Regions from separate parts of the Mus musculus genome. Here region 2 is linked to region 1. The links are chromatin contacts, called in public Hi-C maps. All regions are on one chromosome and are shown on one strand. Each heading gives the region's core, a stretch centred on a gene start, on an enhancer-like site or on the middle of the called end of the contact. The rest is flanking DNA. Distances are from core to core; before and after follow the strand shown. Region 1 overlaps Dnajc1 (DnaJ heat shock protein family (Hsp40) member C1). Region 2 holds the start of Commd3 (COMM domain containing 3).

Evidence for each region. Hi-C and Micro-C count contacts between places; a contact is called where the count stands out from the background.
Region 2: a contact with region 1 is called in a Hi-C map of uterus, with 2.5 times the contacts expected there. The contact joins the promoter of Commd3 here to the enhancer-like site in region 1. A contact is called at or near these places in 20 of 39 promoter capture datasets (the 3T3-L1 cell line, 3T3-L1-derived adipocytes, the C10 cell line and 13 more), 47 of 484 Hi-C or Micro-C datasets (the 3T3-L1 cell line, the AtT-20 cell line, B cells and 35 more), 27 of 115 datasets of contacts at active chromatin or transcription factors (the 230-238 cell line, CD8 T cells, the SCID.adh cell line and 20 more) and 4 of 9 other capture datasets (adipose tissue, embryonic stem cells, liver and 1 more).

Annotation. Positions count from the first base shown.
Region 1 is chr2:18,369,816-18,374,764 of GRCm38.p6, forward strand. The region is part of intron 1 of Dnajc1 (DnaJ heat shock protein family (Hsp40) member C1); the gene reads right to left. Among named protein-coding and RNA genes, the nearest start is that of Dnajc1, 21 kb to the right of the region's middle. Within about 2 kb of position 1,501, at least 27 of the 459 cell types and tissues checked have an H3K27ac peak or open chromatin away from gene starts, as enhancers often do. A contact at or near this core is called in the HPC-7 cell line, liver, second pharyngeal arch cranial neural crest and 2 more, where this site is marked.
Region 2 is chr2:18,669,271-18,674,185 of GRCm38.p6, forward strand. It overlaps Commd3 (COMM domain containing 3), which reads left to right and starts at 3,165. Exons shown (of 8, transcript NM_147778.4): 1 at 3,165-3,333; 2 at 4,625-4,736; 3 at 4,855-4,915. The coding sequence starts at 3,195. Gm33355 (a long non-coding RNA gene) reads right to left here and starts at 3,134. Exons shown (of 2, transcript XR_374026.2): 1 at 3,066-3,134.

The DNA.
Region 1 (4,949 bases), core at 251-2,750:
CTTAGCCCACCTCTGCCTCCCAAGTGAAGAGAGAGGAAAGACCAGAAGGAGAATAAGCAGACAAACATACCTCAAAACTAACACTTATATAAATTCCCAGCAACACTATAGATATGAATATACACAAAGATTTGGGCCAGGCGGTGGTGGCACACACCTTTAATCCCAGCACTTGGGAGGCAGAGGCAGGCGAATTTCTGAGTTCAAAGCCAGCCTGGTCTACAGAGTGAGTTCCAGGACAGCCAGGGCTATACAGAGAAACCCTGTCTCAAAAAAAAAACCCAAAAAACAAAACAAAACAAAACAAAAGATTGGTAGTCAAAAATTAGTCTGGAAGTATATGTTTCAATATGATAACTTATAGTAGGGTAGGGTACTCACAATTAAAGACTGGTTAAATAGTTCTCTTATCTATAATGTCATGTTTTAATTTCTGAATCTTTTTTTTAAATGTGACTTTCAAAGAAATATTGAAAGGTTGAACTAATTTTTGAGATATGATTTGGTAAAAGGGAGCAGAGTGAGAAGAAAATACCGAGTAGTTGAACCAAGTATGCATTCCATATGCTCATACCAACTAGTAAGAGTAAGGGAGACCCTGTTAAAAAAAGAGAGAGAGGGCTGGAGAAATAGCTCAGTGGTTAAGAGCACTGACTGCTTCTCTAGAGCTCCTGAGTTCAGTTCCCAGCAACCACATGGTGGCTCACAACCATCTGTAATGGGATCTGATGCCCTCTTCTGGTGTGTCTGAAGACAGCTATGTACTCGTATACATAAGATAAATAAATCTTGAAAAAAAAAAAAAAGGAATTTGTTAAAAAGGGGGGGGGGGAGTCATGTGACTAAGGAGAGCTCAGGGAGGTGTGTAGCAACAGCTGGAGTAAAACAGCATGAAGTGGTCTGAAAAGGCAGTAAGAAAAGGCCTGACAACTGGTAAACTGACCCATTCCTCATTGGTGGTTCAACTGTATAAATAAGAGTGGCAGCTTAGTGGGAAAGTACTTAGCAACTCTGTTGACACAGACAACAGAAAGGACCACTACAGTGGCAAATTGAACTGTGCAAGGCCAATTAACCCTTTCACCTTAAGTGTTTTATTCTACTCTTACTGTGCCTGTTAGATCCACATTGGTATGTGTTAAGACCAAATGCAATTATAAATCAGTTATAGGTATTGATGAATTCTGCAAATTTCATGAAGCACATCTGTCTTTTAGTGACCTAAATGCCTCCTTTGCTACTCTCATCTGGTTTTAATTAGGAAACATTTTCAAAAGAAGTGGTTATTCAGAAACCCAAATATACATGTTCTTTACTATGAAATGATAACTACTCAAGTTTTTTGTCATGAAGGTTTGCTTTTAGTTTAATTTGTTTGGTTGGTTTTGTTAGAGTCACCTCAATTTTTCTTCTAGGAAAATCAGATAGAGTAACTTCCCTTGGGCAGACTGTTCTCGAGAGACTGTAGAGCGTGCTGAAGGGGTTTATAAGTCACAGACCACAAGCTGATGCATGAGCGGCTCTATCTGTGACTACACTGATGGCTTAAAAAAACAAAAACAAAAAAACCCTTTGCATCTTGAAAAGCTTTGTATTTTTTAAGACAGTAACAGGCGTACTGCTGTTTCATCTTCCTGCTTCCCAAACAGGCATATGGCTTCTTTTAACTATGTGTATTTGAGAGCAAGAATCCTATTTCCACACACTCTAAAAACTAAAAAACCCACACCGCAACACGGTGTTCAAATATTTGGTAAAGAACATCTTGTGAAATACTTACTGGCTTATGTGAAAAGCTTTATTTCTATAAAGTATGTGAGACTGCAAAAGATGTGATTTGTTCAATGATAAACTAAGGCCATCCACATAAATGTTGTGTCTTTTTATTGCATTTTTGTTTTGTTGTTAAGACAAGGTCTTATGTAGCTCAATCAGGCCTCAAAATGCTTTATAGTCAAAGCTGTCTTCAAACTTCTGATCCTGAGGTCTCAGCCTCCCAAATGCCAAGATTACAGGAGCACCACACCACACTTAGCTCTCTATTTTCCTGTTACTCACACCCTCAAAGGCTCAACATTATCCTACATGCAAAAACAGCATGTCAAGTTTTCTCCAAACACACCAGTTATCACTGAATCTTAATAATACTTTAAAAATTACTAATTAAAGCCAGGCATGGTGATAGATGCCTTTCAGCACTTGGGAGGCAAAGACAAACAGATCTCTTTGGGTTCAAGGCCAGCTTAGTCTACACAGTGGGTTTCAGGTCAGCCAGGGGTAACATAGTGAGATTACATCTCAAGCAAATGAACAAACAAACAAAACTGTCTGGTCAAAATGCTAACAGATAGCTCGAGGACAAGTCTGAAGGAATCCAGACCCAATAAAGATTAACAGCCACTTAAAATGATTGCCCTTGCCTTTCAGGAGCAAGGGATGTTCTCAGCTCTGGCTTCTCTCAACTCTTCTTCCTAAGCCACAAAATGCAAAAGAGCTGAAGAATTCTGTCTTCTTGGGACAAAGGCTATATTTATTGATTTCTATGATCATGTTAAGATCGGTGAAGGAAGAGACGAGCTTCCCTCAGTCTTTTCACAAATTTAGGTTACCCACGGGCTCTCCTATTTCTCTTCTCTTCCATAACTCCAGTACAACCGCAGTAAAGGGTCTCATCAAACGAAGCAGCATCAGTGAAGAGCCATAGGGGCTGATGGTAAGTGTAAGTAGCAGAAACCCCTCACCCTGCTCGAGAGCGAGCCAGAGCACACGGATGCTTTCTCAGACATTATTCATCACACAGCTGTCCCCTACTTCCTGAAATAATCTCACGAGCTAGAAGCAGACAAACTAGAATACTAGGACTTAGTATTCAAATACCAGACAAACTTCAGGAATTTATCTTAGCTACCATCAGACTTCAAGAGAAATGAAAACAATATGATACACTATGCCACGTAAACACACTATTTAGCTAAAAGCTGCAATCTAGGTAAGTTTAAGTTACAACATGCAGATTTGGTAAAGATTCCTCTCAGAAATCCACTTCCTTCTTTTCTAGATAGCCACATAAACCAAACCTTGAATCAAAATACATTTTGTAAAGGTGAAGCAAGTACCCAAAGCACTAATTCTTAGACCCAAACAACAACTCACGTGGCCCAATGTCCAGACCTCGTGCATGTGTTCTCAATAACTGCTAAGTCAGTTTAGGATGTGAGTTTAGACCTGATCCCAAGCATGTGACCAAAATACAGTCATCCAGAAGCGGAAAGTCAAGTATTAAGGTTTTTTTTTTTTTATTTCCCTCTACTAAACAAAGCAAAAACAAACAAACAAAAACAAAACAAGACAAAACCTTAATATAGCTAATATAGTATCTGAGTCAGGAAGGCAATATTCCTGAAAAACTATGCCACCTATGCTAAACATTCTACTTGAGATCAGAATTTAAAATTTTTTCAAATAATCTAAAACAGAAACCACCCTAGATCTCCCCTAAGAAGAAGGAGGATTTTAAGAACTGGCTTAGAAGGCAGATGGAAATGCTTGTGGGGATGTAATTAATTTTTAGGGTCTTGTTGCTTTCATTAGTCCTCATAGCATCTATACATTTTGGAGGACTCTACCCCCACCCACTCTTTCCTGCAATTTCTGCAGTTTGGAGACTACAATCTTGCAACATATGAACCCATACATAGGGATATAGGAGAAATATCTGGCATGTGGAGAAAGCCTATCTAAAGAAGGAATGATGAAATGCAACTTAAAGGCAGAATTCCAGTAAAAGAGATAGCTTAGTTTGCTTTTTTCCCCTTTGTCCACAATAGCTTTACTGATGAAGCAACTCTGCAAGTCAGACTATCGTTCAATAGATAAAAGGACCATTAATCTCTTTTCCTTCTCTCAGCAAAGCTTGTTACAGGTCTTCAACCTCTTTGCTGTTTTTTCTAACAATCAAAGTCGTCTGTCCTAACTTTCACTGCTTTCTTACCAGAAACTCTGTGGAAAGTTTAGTTTCCTATTTCTCTTTCTCACAACTAGAAGCTAAGTCTTCACACTCTCTAGTCTAACATTATATTAAGAAGTCCTTTCTGTATTTTTTCTGTATTCTATAACTTTCATGATGTGTGCTAGATATTGAGAAAATAGCAGAGAACAAAAAACAGAAACTGATCAGATAATATACAATCCTCCCCCCCTCACCCCACCCACACACACTGTGTCTGCCTCTATCCACTGAGAAATCAATCTACCCCCTGAGAAATTCTGGACTCTTTTAAGGGAAAAAATTCTTTTGAGACAACGTCTCACTACGTAGCTCTGACTGGCCAGGAAGGAACTCATTATGTTAACAAAACTAGCCTTAAACTCACAAAGATCCACCTGCCTCTGCCTTGTGAGTGTTGAGCCCAAGATTATAGGTATGTGACACCATGTCCAACAACTCTTTAGAAATTTAACAAGCATGTTTAGTAGTTATATTTTTGTATCAAAGCAAATTATTTTTCAATTAAAAATAGAAAAGAGCTCTTCCAAAATGTGAGGACTAGGGCAGCAGAGATCCAGGTGCCTCGGAATGTGGTAAAAGGCATAGCAATTCTGTGCTGTGTTTGATGAACACGCACAGTGTGAATTCCATCATAAAGGAAACTCATTTGTTTCTTGTTTCCCCCTCTGTGTTCACTTGTCCTCTTTCTTTCCTTTCTTTCTAGTCTTGCTATGCTGCCATGCTGTCCTCACTTTCTGAGCTCAAGTGATCCTCCTGTCTCAGTTTTCCAATTAAGGTGTGTGCTACCATGCCTGGGTCATCAGACATTTTTACAAACTCAGAAATTTTTACAATGAAAAGCTCTTCAATATTCCTAAAAAGTATGAAAGTCAAAGAGAGAGAGAGAGAGAGAGAGAGAGAGAGATCATACTAGAGCAGAAGATACGGAAGAGATAAGACA
Region 2 (4,915 bases), core at 1,915-4,414, 300 kb after region 1:
ATATTTAACTCAGAAAAAAACAAAAACAAAAACAAAGCTTTACTGTCTCCTTTTAACATCCAGATCACTGGAACTCTATCGTCCTGAGTGTGCGAACCTGACCATTCAAATCCCTAGTCTTAACTGTGCCTTACCAAGTTGGACACCTAATAAAAATAAATGCATATGGATAGGACCTATAAACTTTATTGAAATGCTTTTGACCTAAACTCTCCAAAGGTCATGTAGAACTTGGTTAAATATTCCTTCCAACTGTCCAGTTGTGGTAAAGGTGATTTTAAAAAATGTTATTTTCTTTTGCAAATTTTCCAAGAGCTTATTATAATTATCAAAGAAATCATATTGGGAGTAATAAGCAAAATGGATCCTTTTGTACGGGTAGTTTTTAGCTATTTGTTGCTGTCTTCTCTATCCCTAGGAGATGAACAGGTTGTTTGATGGGGAAGAATCAAACAGATCCTCTACTATGCTCTTCAAACTTCTAGATAGCTCCTAGGTATTTGTGCATATTTGTTTTGATTTCCTGCCCACAGATGTCCAATGGACTCTTTAAAGAAATACTTCTCTCAGCTTGCTTTGCATGAAAGCAAAAAGTACTTGTTCACCTAAAAATGGTTTTTTAATTCATAAATCTAACACAATACAGCAATAAGGCCATTGGGGAAGGCTGACCACAGGGATCATATTAAAGTCCTGGCCAGTTGTCATTGTAATGACAATACAGTAGCCAACATTAAGGTGTTAAAACAAACAGCCTGTTCAAAGGATGAAGTGCTCTCAGAAACTCTAAAACATTGTTTAAAGGGATACTTTTAGGTTCTTGAAATAACTTCTAGGTTCTTAAAAAGTAAAACGAACTCATCAGTACCTGATACTTCACTATTTGTAACAATAAAGGCAAGGCACATTATTCACATGAAGATGCTTGAATATTGTTACTTTCAGCTCCTCAAGCTGTTCTTTTAAAATGTCCTTTGCGGTCATATACAGTCTATTGGCTTTGAGTCTGCAAAAAACTGTAAAGTTGAATGGAAGTTTCAAGACTGGTTTCAGCCATGGAAGCAAAACGGTCTAAGTACTTCCTTGCCCACTTTCAGAATGTATTCAGTTTTTCTAACAATATAAAATGTGTGGATTTTATGACTGTGGCCAAGGAAGTCTACAGCATGTCTTTTAATAATCATGTTTCTATATTTTGCAAGGGCTTGTCAAAGGCACATATGTTCATTAAATGAAATATTCACCAAAGGGAATAAAGGAAAATTTACCTATTGTAAGAAAATCTAATTTTTAGCATGGAAAAACACCATGGTTTAAATTTTGTGGGGAGAGCTGGAAATGTAGCCATTACTTAGGCCTATCACAGGAATATATTTGGACAGAAAAGACAAGTGCCCTGTAAATACTGACACATGGGCATGCTTGATGTGGGGGCTATGAGGGGAACTGAGCATTGCAAATTGCCTAGATTTATGCCCACAAGCTCCCTACCATTTGTTCACTCTTCTCTTTTTAAACAGCTTTACAAAGCCCATGCTCACACATTTATCTTTTCATTTCTTGATAGTAAACTATGATCAGAGCTACCAACTCAAATTCTGAGTGGTAACACTCAGTGATCATAAAATATATAACAAAGAGAATGTTTCAGTGTTGTTAATATTAACATATACACTGTTCTTTCCTGTAAAATATTCCCTGGGCAAATCAAGTATCTTGAATTTTTTCAACTGTCTTTGGGGGGTGGGGAGGGTTAAAAAAGAAGCAGAGAAGTAGGGGTGGGGGAAAGAGAGCATAATTAATAGGTATTTGTTCCATGAAAACCCTTGGGAGACTTCTAAGCCTTTCAGGCTGGTGAGTTCTCACCTAGAGAGGGGACTGCACGTGCTTTTGAAAGCTTGGCTGAGCAGCGCTATTCAACTTGTTAGACGCTCAAGCATTCCAATTGTGCCTGTTACTATGAAGTGGGGTACTGTCCAATGTGACAACGTGCAACATGACACTCAGACATGCTGACTTTATTCATTAATAACAACCATTCCCCCACAAATAAGCATCTAAATTAGGAAAAACAAAAGTGTTTCAAGTTGAAACTGTCGTTGCTCTGGGAGAGTAAAAGACAATTCTTGCTCTACGGCCCTTTTCTTCATTCTTTCAAAACTGGATTTTTTTTTTAAGCTTTCAAATTCTTTTAATTAAAAAAAATGCCTAATGTGTCTTACTTACTTTGGGGTTTTCTTAACAAAGAACTATTCTTGTCCTCCTAAACCAACCTCGTATTAAAAAAAAAAAAAAAGAAAAGAAAGAAAGAAAAAGAAAAGGAGAAAGTTAAACTTTATACAGGATTTGTCTTTGAAGTTATGAGTCGCTAAAGAAGTAATTCATTTATACTAAAGATCTTGCCATTCCTAACCGTACTTTAGATGAGTATCTCGTATTTATTTACGAAGACTCTATTGAGTAATTAAAGCCACGGACGTAGTGAGTTTAGGAGCACAGAATTTATATGACAGAGTGCTTTCGAAAGGTATTTATTCGCAGTAGCATATAAAATTTTTTAATAATCCTGTCAAATATGTTCATGAATAATTTATTAATCTCCCAATTGTTAACTACCGGGCGTGCACACACCCGCCTGTGTCCTGCACATCACGCAGAAATCTACTGCCATGTTCCTGAAGTGACAAAGACAAGGTAAAACTGGTATATTTAAGATGTCCTCAGCCTCACAAAAGGGCAGCGCTGCGGGTCAGGCTGGCGAGTTAACACACGCACTCAGTCTCCCGTTGTCCCGAAGCCCAGCTTCTGGCCACACTCGCGGCGGCGGGGTTCCCGCGCCTCCCTGCACCAGGCCCAGTGGGGACAGAGCTGGTGCGGTCCCAGGTGAGCGCCAAGCGGGACCAATGGGCGTCCGCGCTCGCCGCGGCCGAGGCCAGCGCCTCCCAGACCGTGCGAGAGGCCGGCGCGTCCCGCCCGAGGCCCGCAGGGCGGCTGAGACGAGAGGCCCAGCCGCCGCCCGAGCTTCACCCGAACCCTCCCGAACCTCCCCGAGGCGTCGCCCGAACCTCTCCGAACCGTCCCGAGCCGTCGCCGAACCTCCCCGAGCCGCCCCGCCGCGGGTGCGCGCGCCCGATCAGCTGGGCGCGCGCCCCGAGTCACGTGGTGTGCGTGTCGAAGGTCACGGCGCGCTCACAATGGAGCTCTCGGAGTCTGTGCAAAGAGGCATCCAGACGCTGGCGGATCCCGGTTCCTTTGACTCCAACGCCTTCGCGCTTCTCCTCCGGGCGGCTTTCCAGAGCCTGCTGGACGCCCGGGCGGACGAGGCCGCGCTAGGTAAGCGGCTCTCCCGCCGCCGCGGCCTGGGCGGAGGGGCGCCCGGCAGAGCCGCCAGCCCGGCGCCTTGGGCACAGCTCCGGCCCGGGCAAGTCCCCGGTTTTCGCCCAGCCCGACTGTGGGGACCCGAGCGGGCCCTGAGCGCCGCTGTGCCCCCGCAGGGCACCTACACGGGGCCAGCTCTACGCTCCTGGCCTGGTTTCCCTGCCAGACTGTTTCTTTGTTCCTTTGTAAAGCCGTGTTCAAGTCTAGTTTGTGGCCTAAATGTGTGGGGGTTTTCAGCCTCCTCGGAGGCTGCAGCTGTTTTGACACTTGGACTTCAACTGGGGAGGTCCTGTGATTCAGCCTCCCCCAGCTGGGCTGGAGGGGGTTGAAAAGGCAGTTTCCGAAGCAATGGCTGGGTCAGACAGCACTGACATTTTCCAACCTACAGAACACCTCCGGATTCTCTGATCACTCCAGCACGGGCGTTCAGAGTGTTAAGCCCAGGTTATTCGTCCAGAACCCTCAAGTAGGGCGCCTAATGTTTTGTTCTGCAGCGGCTACCAGGAAGAGAGACTATTTAAAATGTCTGGTCGCAGACTGCAATTGTCATAATGGATTAAGAGCGTACTTTAAGACAAATCACTTCTAGATAATTCCCTCAAATCTATCAACACATTCCAGAACTCCTTGGGTCTCCACACCCCCCCCCCCCGTTTCATACTAGATACTTGGACAACAAGTATGAAAGTGGAAGCTGTTCTTAAAGCCCCCCCCCCCCCCCAATTAACCACTACCTGGTTTATCTCGAAGCTGTGTGTGTGTGTGTGAGAGAGAGAGAGAGAGCGAGGAGAGGTGGGGGGACTTGAAGATATTAATGGGATTTTGATATTTCTGTTGTGCATGCTAATGTATGCCCTCCTATCAAGCTTCTTTGATGTATTTATGTTCATGGAGTCAATTGCTCTAAAATGTCTTTTGAAAGTTGTTCATTTTGAAATTTACTGTGTAAACTACCTTCAGTTTCTCCTTTGCTTTCAGTCCATCCAGCAACCACTGCCCCCCCTTTCTTTGAGGTATTTAAAAAAAAAATACTAAGACGAAATAAAAGAAGGTAATTGAAAAGAGAGTGACAGCAGATTATTGATGTATTCTCTTTATTGTTTTGCAGTTAACCTTGTTCATCTCATCCATTTACAATTGAATTTTTGTTATATTTTCTAAAGAGGAAGTTTTACCAAAACCAAATATTCCTCTTAGGAACAGGGGCCTAAAGGATTTGTAATCATTAGCAATTAATTTATTTTAGATCACCCATACTTGAAACAGATCGACCCAGTGGTTTTAAAGCATTGTCATGCAGCAGCTGCAACTTGCATCCTGGAGGCAGGAAAGCACCAAGTTGACAAGTCTACTCTAAGGTACAGACTTTATCTAATGCCCGCTTACTTTGAAGTGGTATCTTTGTCATTGTAATTTCAGTTTTTAAAGATAGAGACTAAACCTTGCTTTATTTCCCCCCCCTCCTGCCCCCTTCAGCACTTATTTAGAAGACTGTAAATTTGACCGAGAGCGAATAGAACTGTTTTGCACCGAGTAT